2 separate regions of the Mus musculus genome follow, and region 2 is linked to region 1. The links are chromatin contacts, called in public Hi-C maps. All regions are on one chromosome and are shown on one strand. Each heading gives the region's core, a stretch centred on a gene start, on an enhancer-like site or on the middle of the called end of the contact. The rest is flanking DNA. Distances are from core to core; before and after follow the strand shown. Region 1 overlaps Cyb5r2 (cytochrome b5 reductase 2). Region 2 overlaps Syt9 (synaptotagmin IX).

Region 1 (5,840 bases), core at 2,199-4,698:
TCAAGTGCCTTAGGTTTGTGAGCCACAAAGTCTTGGCTGAGATCAAAGTGCCAACAGCGGATGTTTGGACCATAGTGACAATGTAATTTGATTGTACCTTACTATAGAGTGGCCACTTGTTTCTGATAATAAAAACAATATTTATGTAGAAAGTGTGAAACATTTTTAATTTTGTTGGGGACTGGAGGGAGGGTGATATCCACTTGTCTGCTTAAGGGCCTGTAATTTAGGATTCAATCAAGGAGATGGAACATCTGTCAGAGGATGCCGGTGGCCCTATTGCCTTGGGCCTCATATCCCTCTGTGAAGCATAGAAGCAGCCAGGGTGTCACACACACCCTGGCTAGAGGTTACATCTGTCACACAGACCCTATTTAGTTTTCTATTTCAGCAGCATGAGCCTTAGAGTGAAGGGTGGGGTGATGAACAGGCAGCCTTTCTGGCAAGCTCTGCTTTTCACATCTTGCCCACTTCTGTTTCCTGGAAGAGTAGAAACAGAGCTGGTCTCTTGCTTTAGACACAGACTAGCTGGTAATGGTCTCACCAGATGGCCTGTGTCTGGCCAGACAATGACCAGGGAGAGATGTGTACTCTGCCAGTCCGAGCTTCTGCTCAGGAAATTCCAGCTTGGGACTGGCCAACATTTGACTCCTGGGTCCAGTGGGCTTCAATAACAGCAGTGCTTTATCCATCTGGTAGGGCGGGCAGGAGTGATGGCCCCATTATGACATTCTGATTTGACCTCAGATTTAGGTGATGTTTAGCATTTTGGTTCTTAATACATACAGAAGGCTCAGCCATGGTCTGTTACTTAAGACTGCTACCTCCTCTGAAGTCCAGCTAGTAAGAGAAGTGGGCACAAGCTTGCCAGGTTGGGCAACACTAGTGTTTAGTTCTGGTACCCAGTGGCTAACGCTATTGTAGAGTAGGTCAGGCTAGGTTTTGTGTCCTGTTAGCTATGTCCCAGTAAGGGGCCGCATGCACCTGTTTTCAGTCCTTGCATGGGCTTGTATTGCTGCTGAATCTGTGTGGCCTCACGAGACTCTCATTCCCTTAGTGGATCAGTTTTTTCTTCTGCAAGAGGTTGCCCTTGGTACCTCCATGTCTACAGCTTCCAGACAAGGAAGACGGTGTAGGCCAGCAGTACCCGAGGAGGGAGGGAGAAGGAAGGCAGAAGAAGGAGACTCCTGTGTCACGAAGAGACTGCAGCCTCCTGAAGATGCCCTCTTACACCACAGCAATGCTATCTGGGCTCCTGTGCCTGGAAATCACCCTCCTGTCCAGTAACCTGGAGGCTTTCATCTCTGTTGCTCTCTGTTTCTGGAAATAGATGGACCACTGGACACGTGCAAGAGACTGCTGGACAGGCTCTGTCTATGGCCTGCATCTCTACACTGAGTGCTAGTTGCTGAGTGTGGCTTTCGGCAGAGTGGGTGTGCATGCAGTGCAGGAACCGAAACTGCATGGGTCTCACCAGCTGACACTTCTCAGGGCCTAGAACACACCGTGTCCACCCTCCAGGGAAATATGGCCTGGAGGGGATGCACCTGGGCAGAGGGGGCTTTGCATGCCACTGTCTCTGTAAAGCATGGACTTCACCCGTGTGCTGACTAGGCTGCTGCCCGTTTTACAGATGGCACCTTCCGAAGGCACTGTGACACAGATAGGGCTCCTCTCCCAAGACATCCACCGCCTCACGGTAGGATTCCGACTCCCCTCCTGGTGGCATGGTTAGTAAGGCCCCGTGAGCTTGGTGTGGGGTGTTGTGGTGTTCATGGCCACAGGAGAGGAAATGATGCTGCTTGATAGTGGATCATAACCTGAGCCAGCCCTGAGGCACACTGCAGGGCATTGCAGGCTCACAGGCCTTCTGCAGAGTTGGCCTAAACATACTGGATGCTGGAGCCTTTCCCTGGTCTCAGCTGGTAATGATATGATGGTACCCAAGTAGTTCTGGGTCACCCATGCAGCCAGACCAAGCTCAGATTCACTTCTGACCAGTGAATCCTGTGCTGCCTTCTTGGCACAGAAGAACATGCATTCCTATGGCTCCTCTGATATCATAGATATACCCTGCAAGTTAGGGGAGCCTGCCATGCCCAAGAATACAAATCATGCTCTTTCCCTGGGGTGGCAGCTTGGTCCCAAGTGAAGACGTTTTGGGGAAGGTAGGAGTGACTCAGGTCCTTATTTGCCTTTTAGTAGCTCTAGGAGCTCAGGTGTGTTGTTGTCCCTCTGAGACTGGCGTTCGTTACTTTCAGATATCCAATACTATTTAGCCCTAATAAAGCAGGGCCAATGATAGCCCTCTTATAAATCACATGGGAAAACCAGCGGTAGCAAGAAATGGCTACCCACAGTTAGAAAACCGTCTAAAGGCAAAGTAGAAGAGTTCCTTATGTCAGTGCCACACAGACTTTGTCTTTTGGCTCACACAGGGAAATATCTCTGTACAATCTTGGCCCGTGATCTCTAACAAATGTTTGGTGGTCTTGAAATAGTAAGTCTACCTCTAAGGTGAAAGGCTTAGTTTTATGTGTACCTATGTATGGGTGGTGGTGGTAGGGACTGAACCTAAGAAACTGTGCAAGAAAGACAAGCACTTGTGTATACCAGGCTTTGACCTCAGCCCATTTTTATCTTAACATTACTGTCTGTCCAACACTTAGTGCACAGGCTCCTTGGGATACCATAGCTTTGTAGGTCAGTGATGCTGGATATGGGCCACTCCTGGGCTCTGTTTCTTGTGAAGATGCCGTAGCCTTGGCCTATGGATTGTTAAACTGCCCCTTTGGCTGTGTTCTTACAGACTCTACTGAGCCAGGACCAACTCCTGAATGACCCGCCTGGCTGTCCCTGATGCTGGTGACTACAGATGACATTCTTCATGGCTGAGAGCCTAGAGAGGCACACGTGGAGCCCCAATGTTCACCTCAATGGGGAGTTGGCACAGAGCCACCAAGAGATGGAGCTTATGGGCCTCTTTGGATGTAGGCGTTGACCGGAGCAAAAGCAGAGGGGTGGGACAGGTGTCCAGTCGTGTCCCCGCGTTTCCCTGTGTTGTCAGCGCTTGCTTTCCACTGCAACTTTTCTACCTTTTGTACTTTTATATGCCAACTGCAGCTGATCCTGCAGAGGTGAAGGTGAGGTGGTAAATGCAGAACAAAGACAATGAGCTGTTAGTTCATGAAAGCCTGTGATTGGAGGTGGGGAAAGGTTGTATAAGCTGTTCTGTGTGTCCTGCAGTGGCTGAGTGAAATGATTTGGGGGAGGGGTAGTGGACCCTCTGGGGCAGCTTCATAGAAGTATGCATGTCCACTTCCAGAAGCCTGGGCCTGTGAATCAGGACTCTCCTCTTGATCCCCCAACAGCTTTCATCTACCCTCATTCCAAGACACACATTTCCCCCTCACCTGCCTCAAGTACAGTGTCTGGTCAAACACCGCCCCCTAGTGGACTGTCTCTAAACTCAAACTTCATTGTTTTTTCCTGTTGTGTCTCATACAAGCCAGTTCCCTCCCAGGCCATGACTGTTCTAGTTCCAGCCTTGCTGTCTGATCGCTGCTCCTGGTTTTCTACTTGGTCCCTCACTTTCCTAGATGATCCCTGCCAACCATTCTCCACTTCTGTCACCTAGTCACATTTCTGCTTTGAATTCCTTTGAATGCCACCTTTCCACCATCATGCCAACCTTTGTGAGTCCACCGATTTGTGTTTGCTTCACTTCCTTTATTCTTTCTTTTGGTTCCAAATCCACTTTGCCCTTCAGCATTGTATGCCTCTGAGATGTTCACAGTTCACTTTAAGGTTATATGCACATGTGTACCCGATACACAAACCAGCTGAGCTGCTGTAGTCTGTGTGGCCTAAGTGAGTTCCAAGTGTACTGCTTTTAATCAAGTTGCCAGTCACCACTATCCTTGGTCTTCCGTGCAGATGTCATTGGCACCTCCTCTAGCTAGGAAAGCCAAAAGCATCTCCAGGCTTTGTCCAGTGACGAGTGAAATCACCAGAAGGTCTACGGAATGAAAGATCCAATGATGTGGAATGAGTCCAGTGGTGAAAGGCTTTGCAGCTGACCCTGGTGGCACATGCTTGTAATCCTAGTTATTATTAGTTGGAAAGCTGAGATAGAAGGGTTGTGGGGTTCACAGATGACTTGAGCTACAGAGTGAGTTCAAGGCTAAGCGGGGCAATGTAGCAGAGAGTGAGCCGTTGTGTCTTTCCCCGAGGAGGTCATTATGAAAGAATACACTGAGTACAATTGGGTGAATGAACGTGGGAGTGTCCCTCCCTGGCCTGTTTGAGACGGAGTTTGGTCCCCTGTGGGTGAGATTCAAGGATATAGCAGAGCTCCAGGGAACCCCATTCCTCTCTTTTTTTTTTTCTTGTACCCCCCACCCTCCCGTATGCACACACACACACACACACACGCACATTGAGTAGCAAATCCTGCAGCAAGTGCTAACACTGCAGCTACTTTGCCAGTTCTTCCGAAAGGACATAAAATTAAACAGATCCAGGTTTAAAGACAACTCTGCCACCCACTGTCTGAATGGCTGGGGAAATGCATGACTAACGCTGTCTGTTTCCTCCTGTGTGACTTAGAGAACAAAAGCTCCGCAGAACCTCTGGCCCATTAGGAAGATTATAAGGAATGGAGTTGGGGTGAGCTTTAACCCCTGCAGTAGCAGAGCACCAGTATGTTATTCTTACTTTGACCTGCAGGTGGCAATAGTGGTCCCTGTATCGTCTGGTTTGAATGATGGGATTTGAAGCACAGCTTCTGGGAAATGGGAAATGAAGAAACTTAACCATGCCAACTTTGACACAGTGCCAAGGTGGAGGATACTAAAATATAAATATCCCCAATGTTGCCATCTGCTGTACAAAATGCAGGGAGTCAGAAAGGGATTCCTGGAGCCCACCTACTGTGGATTTACTGCCCTGACATACAGCTTTTTAAAAAAAGTGTCTTACAAGGCAAGGAAGACCACACAAGGCCTTTGCCCTCTTGTGAGTTTGTCCTTCAAAGCAGAGAAATGTAAAGAAGGTTCATAGGTGGTTAGGTTGATAGAGACCTGTTCGGATCCTGCTGGAATGCTATCCGTAAACATTGCTATATTGCCGGTTCTGGTCACACCCCTACTCTTTTTTCACCCTCACCTCACATCAGCAAGTCCTGGACTGCCCAGTGTATTTTCTACATATCCACACATTGTGAGCTAAATGCAAAGCAGTCCAGTTTATTCCGCTAAGCCATGGAGAAAGTCATGGAGAAAGTGGCTTCCTTCCCAGCCTCCAAACCTGGAAGCTCAAAAATCACTTTTGTCTTCAGCCTGTGAAGACTTCTTAGGCCCACAACCAAAAGAACATCATGCCCAAGGGTGCGTGGAGAGACACCTTGCAAATACCTGACTTGAACAGGGTGAAGCCAAACTCACTCTAAAGCAGAGAGAGGGACCCGCTAAGTAGTGTGGGAGGTGTTAGTAGATAAAAATCATGTCCTTGGTATAGCTGAGCTGCTCCAGGCTGGGGTGAGCTGCCGCCTGGATCAGAGGTGGTGGGCCACACACCAGGATGAGCGTGTCCTCCCCAGGAGGAGGGAGGTGCTCCTTGATCATGTCAGCGCTAACAAAGCCTGAGCTGTACTTCCAGTCTGAAATGAAGCAGAAAGGGGAAGAAGCATGGTTCTGCATTTGCCCCTGATGCTGGAGACCAGGCTACCCTATAAACGCTTGGAAGTCTGCACTGCTGATTGTCATAGTTGACTCAAGAAGCAGACATGTGGCTTCCCTGCCGTCCATAGCATTTTTGCCAAATTCTAGGCTCTCGGAGAC
Region 2 (5,336 bases), core at 1,865-4,364, 220 kb before region 1:
GCAGTGTCTTCCTGGAAAGCTTGAAGGTTGAAAACTTGAAAAGTGTGGAGCTGAGCAGAAATTATCCATAAGGGAATATCCAGTAAAAGACTGAGGCTCACAAAGTTAACCATCACCCTAGTGCAGAGGCCCGTCTAGTCGTGAGGACACACTTCTGGCAGTTTTATTTTGTTAAGGAGACAGTATCTGACAAGTCCTCAACTTGGCTTTGCTATGAGATAGTCACTAGATTACTTTTGATGTAAACAACAGAAATTCTATAACTCAATAGATTTTGCAAGGAAACTATGTGTTATCTGGCCATAGAGTCTAGAGAGGATAAGAGATAGGGATTGGAGATTCAGCAGCTAAGGATGATGCCAAGATAGTGGACATCTTTCCTTTGTTTCATCTTCAGACAAGTGACATCAGACTTTAGACATTAAGTCCAGAGGAAATGGTAAAACTATATTTCTTGTAACTCTCACTTAGGAAACAAGGGAAGATTTCCTCAGACCCCTGTCAGTCTTTCCACTTACATTTCATGGCCATACATTAGCTGGATATTGAAACAATGTGCACAAAAGATGTCTCACTTTAAAGATGAATTGTCTCTGAGACACCATGAAAAGCACCATCTCCTTCCCTAGCAAGACCTGGCCAACCTTCCTGCTGCATCTCCCTGTCCACTCAAAGTTTACCCTCAACTCAAGACTCCATCTTAGGATTCAGAAAGGCTCAAGCCAGCATGGTGCCACATAGCAGCAAGTCAAGAACAGATCCATGCCCTTCCCATACCAGTAGGTCCCAAGGAACCTTTCCAGACAAGAGATGGTCTGTCTAGAGACCTTTAATGGCCATTGCCCCACTGCAGCCTGTCACATCTTGCATATGGCTGTCAATACTCTTTTCTCTGGTGAAAATGGAGGCTAAGGAGCTTTTTTATTTTATTTTATTTTATTTTTCAATCCCTATATTTGCCCATGGTCTACTTAGGAAGAGAATCAACACAGTCATATTAAACCTACCTCATGCGGAATCCTGGCTTTCAATTCTTTGCATAAAGCTGGACTCTGGCTTCTCCAGCTTTTACTCAGTTTCCCTCCTTTATAACACTAAGATTCAACAGACATTTGTCAGGAATTTTCTCCAGTCCCACTACCCTCAGTGTTTGCAATGGTCAGTGTGGGTTGTGGGACATTTGTACCACTGCCAAGCATCTCTTCCCCCGTAGCTGGAAGGAGAGGGCAGAGGGCTGGAGATCAGCTATCATTACTCTGCTACTCTTTGCTGCCCTCCCATGGCCATTGATACCAATGCACCTACCTCATCAGGAGCTTATGGATGCATTCTGCTGATAAATCTGTGGGGTTTCAAACAAAACAAAATTCCAAACAAGGTTCATACACTGAGAAACAAATATGTAACCCAATATGAATGAGGGGTTTCTACTACCTCCCAAGAGAAAATGGCTGGACAAGAGGAGACAGAGTGGGTAGCATGATCCTGCTGGGGTACTCCTAGAAGCTGAGATTGTTCATTGTTTTGTAGAATCTCACCATTCCACTCTCCAACATCCTCACTTAAAGGAGAACACTTTCAATTGACCTCTCTTCCCCTCTGAGGGTAGAGTTGGAAGTCCCTTTCCTTTGCCTAGGCAGTGATTAATCCATTGTAGCTGCCTTCATCCTCCATAACATTTTAAGACTTATTCTTTTGAATAAAACAAAATATTTGTGAACAGGTGCCTAACACTTTGCCAAACTAAGGCAAATGCTCATTTCATCCCCATAGCTAAGTAGACATAGTTTGTTTAATAACAGTTCTGATGTCACCTGGTGCTGTGTTCTGTGTGATTCATACCTAGCAAGAGTTCCATGTGCCCAGGATAGAACTCGTGACCCATATTTTGGGGCACACTATGAATGAATCACAGAGAAGCACAACCTGTAAACATGGAAATCACCCCAGGAATGCTGAACAGCTGAGAGGCTGGAGGGATGACAGGGATACGTGTCTCTGGCCAGCTCAGCTATTAAGTCAGTGGCTCAAACTTCTTCAACTGTAGCATGTCCACTTAACCCTGAACTGTCCACCTCTGGATGCAGCTCCTGATGTCACAGATTTGATTGTTGCTGAGTTCAAAGTCAAGTCCAGGATCACCCAAAAGCCACAGAAGTGTGGTAATAAGGGCTGTGTCTGCTCTGTATATCATGGCATTTCTTACCTTTCCTGTAGCACCTAGAACATTGTTTTATACATCAAAACAATTCTTAAAATGCTAACGAGGAAGAGAGCAGTTGTGGTGTCATATACCACCCTAGAAGATGCTCATGGTGTCCCATTATGCATTCACAGTGGAAAGTCAATGTCAAGGACTGGGTTTTTTTTTTTTTAATGAAGATTTTAGGCATAAAATAGTGAGAATCTACAAAATAATGAACAAATATCAACTTCCAGAGGAATTCCCTCATTTCCATTCATCTCCAGGTTTTTATGGTTGGTGTTGAATGAACATATAATGGTTTGCATAACTATCATACAAGAACTGAGCTCTTGAAGAATCCTTGGTCACGATTAGACTAACCAGGTTGGTGGAGGCAGTCAGTCATTCCTGTCTATTGTGGCAAGAGTTGATGGAGAATATAAGTTGGCCTGTGGGTCCCCAGTGAGGTGCAGACCCGGAACTGTCATGATGCCACAGATCTTCCTGGATGTAGGAGCTCCAGCACAACAGAGTTGACTTAGGAGTGCCCCAGCTGAGTCTACTGTCTAGCCTCTAGGGCACAGAGTCGGTACCTGCTAACTGATCTGAAAACTTGTCCTGGCAACAGAACGAACAGGAGGAAAGATTTCCTGTAGCAAGGAAGAGCGAGCAGTGCAGCGCACAAAGACAGCAATGGGCAAGGATTCAGGAACACTCAATGAGAATACCTGCCCTCCCCAAGCAAGGCTCTGCTCCCTCGTAGACTGGCCCTACAGGGATGCCTGAGCTGGTGGTGACCGACTTAAAGATCCAGCAGAGGCTGTAACATATTTTGCTTAAAACTACAGCTGGTTTATAATTTTGGCCTCAGACAGTAATTACAGCTGCCAGGGCTCCTCTGAGAGATAATTACGGGAAGAATTCAGCACACTCATTTTATCTACACACTTAACCATCAATTAAATCATTACCATCTAATCCTATCCCAGAGTCTAGGAATGTTCTGTGAATATATAATTTTGAAGACATTGAAGTTTGTTTTCAGATGATTTTAAGTGAAAAATTGCTCAATTTCCATAGCCCACACAGGCCCCTGGGCATGTTATCTCTATGAAGGCAGAGCCAGTGTCTCCTAGCCTGTGGTGACTGCCCCTCTGGAGGCCTGTGCTACATAGAGGACTGAGCTAAGATGGGTTTGCCCTGGGCTACAACTCTCCATTCACTCAAACTCAGGAGTGGGTCTTTTCTCATTGGAAGTTCAGGGCTCCAGAGTCTGACCACTGAATTTGTACTTTGACTTTTCTGAGCTGTGTGTCTCTGAACAGGTTGTTAAAATTTATTTAAGCCAGATTAGTCAACTTTTCAAGTACACAAATATAGATCCTACCAAATAGGGAGGGCTGTTGCCAATCTTACATGAGACAATGAATGTAATATGTTTAGCACAGGGCCTGGTATTTACTGGATGCTATGTAGGTTTTAATAGTCAGTGTTATTTGGTATATTAGTATGCACAGGGAAGGAGGGAAGCAGGTGGAGAATAGGAGGGTCTAAAAATATTATTCCAGGCTCTGAGAGCACTTGGGATGATGGACTGGTATTGACCCTGGGATAATGCTTTGGGCCTCAACATCTAGCCTTGGACTTCACAGCCTCTAACCTCTTGGTCCTTACCTTCCTCAAGGTAACCCACCTGAAAGCCTCTCTGTCTTACCCTATACCCCTGTCCTGGGTAATTTTATGTCAACTTGACAGAGTCTAGAATAATCTGAGAGGAGGGAACCAAAACTGAAAAAATATCTCTATTAGATTAGGCTACAGGCAAGCCTGTAGGGCATTTTCTTAATTAGTGATTGAGGTGGGTGATCTCACCCCTGGGCCGATAGTTCTGGATTCTATAAGACAGCAGAGTGAGTACGCCATGAGAGTCAGTAAGCAACACTTCTCCCGTGGCTACTGCATCAGCTCCTGCCTCCAGGTTCTTGCCCTAACTGCTTTAGATGATAAACTGTTATATGGAAATGTGAATGAAATAAACCCTGCCCTCCCCAAATTGTTCTTACATGCTGTCTAATCACAGAAATACTAACCCTAAGGAACCCCTTATCCCCTGACCCAGCTGCCCATCAAACCGTGCCCTGATACTTTTCCAGGAGCTTGGGGCACTGCCAGCTCCACCAGCCTGCTATCTTACATTGCTCTCACACCAGCTTTGAAGGGTTAACAGTCAAACATGACCGTGCCCCATTGTTTATTCTTACCATTTTTTGTTTTCTCTCATAAAATTTTCTTTTCAGGCGCACGGGGGGTTGGGGGGGTAGGGGGGGCTAATGATCCACAAGGGTGAAACTGCTTCCTGCCCTCCTTACCCCAAAGAGATAAGCTTTTAAAGTACATATTTCAGTTGGCATGTAGTAATTGCATACATTCATGAGTTATAATATATAACATTTTAATACCTATATTCAGTATGTAATAATCAAATGAGAGTAATTGGCATATTTATTATTTCTTTGTAAGATATACCAATTAATTGTTGTAAGCCATAGCTTTCTAGCTGTGCTATAGAATATGATAATATAGAATGATAATATAATGATAATATAGAATGATATCCCAGAGAGAATTCCTCCAATAAGCTAGATGTTTGCACAGAACTAGCCCCTCAAACTCAGTACCTGACACTGGGGTGTCAGAGATGCTTTCTATGCATTGGGGCTCTAGGAGAGTCTTTCTGTCAGCCAGCCCTTCAAGACTGCCACACCAGTCCTCAGCTAGAGTCCATCCTGCCTACAGCACGTGGTGCTCCCTTGCTGAAGTCACTGAAAAGCCCAGCTTTTGTAGTTAGTTTGGAACTGACCACAGAGCTGAGTTTTTTACTAGAATGAGCAACAACTCTGTGGGAGTCCACACACAGACACAGCATGAATGCAGACTGGATGCCAAGCTAGCCTAAAGACCAGACACTAGACCTTACAGCCGAGCTTAACCCAGAGCTGGGGGCTGTAGAGAGAATGAGAGCCTCCAACTCCTTAAGTCATCATATCAGGAATGTCCAGTAATTATGCTCAGAAATAATCATGATCATCATTGGGAGAAATAAAGAAGATATTGATTTGTGTGCAGAAGACCTACAAGGGTACATAGTACT

What was found. Hi-C and Micro-C count contacts between places; a contact is called where the count stands out from the background.
Region 2: a contact with region 1 is called in a Hi-C map of the N1E-115 cell line, with 7 times the contacts expected there. The contact joins two enhancer-like sites. A contact is called at or near these places in 17 of 484 Hi-C or Micro-C datasets (the N1E-115 cell line, adipose-derived mesenchymal stem cells, cerebellum and 7 more), 1 of 115 datasets of contacts at active chromatin or transcription factors (embryonic limb bud) and 3 of 9 other capture datasets (adipose tissue, embryonic stem cells and liver).

Annotation. Positions count from the first base shown.
Region 1 is chr7:107,744,738-107,750,577 of GRCm38.p6, forward strand. Cyb5r2 (cytochrome b5 reductase 2) reads right to left here. Exons shown (of 9, transcript NM_177216.4): 9 at 3,718-5,659. The coding sequence ends at 5,487. Ppfibp2 (PTPRF interacting protein, binding protein 2 (liprin beta 2)) reads left to right here. Exons shown (of 25, transcript NM_008905.2): 25 at 1-160. Among named protein-coding and RNA genes, the nearest start is that of Cyb5r2, 10 kb to the right of the region's middle. Within about 2 kb of position 3,449, at least 5 of the 459 cell types and tissues checked have an H3K27ac peak or open chromatin away from gene starts, as enhancers often do. A contact at or near this core is called in the N1E-115 cell line, where this site is marked.
Region 2 is chr7:107,525,242-107,530,577 of GRCm38.p6, forward strand. All of the region lies in intron 6 of Syt9 (synaptotagmin IX), which reads left to right. Among named protein-coding and RNA genes, the nearest start is that of Olfml1, 40 kb to the right of the region's middle. Within about 2 kb of position 3,115, at least 3 of the 459 cell types and tissues checked have an H3K27ac peak or open chromatin away from gene starts, as enhancers often do. A contact at or near this core is called in the N1E-115 cell line, where this site is marked.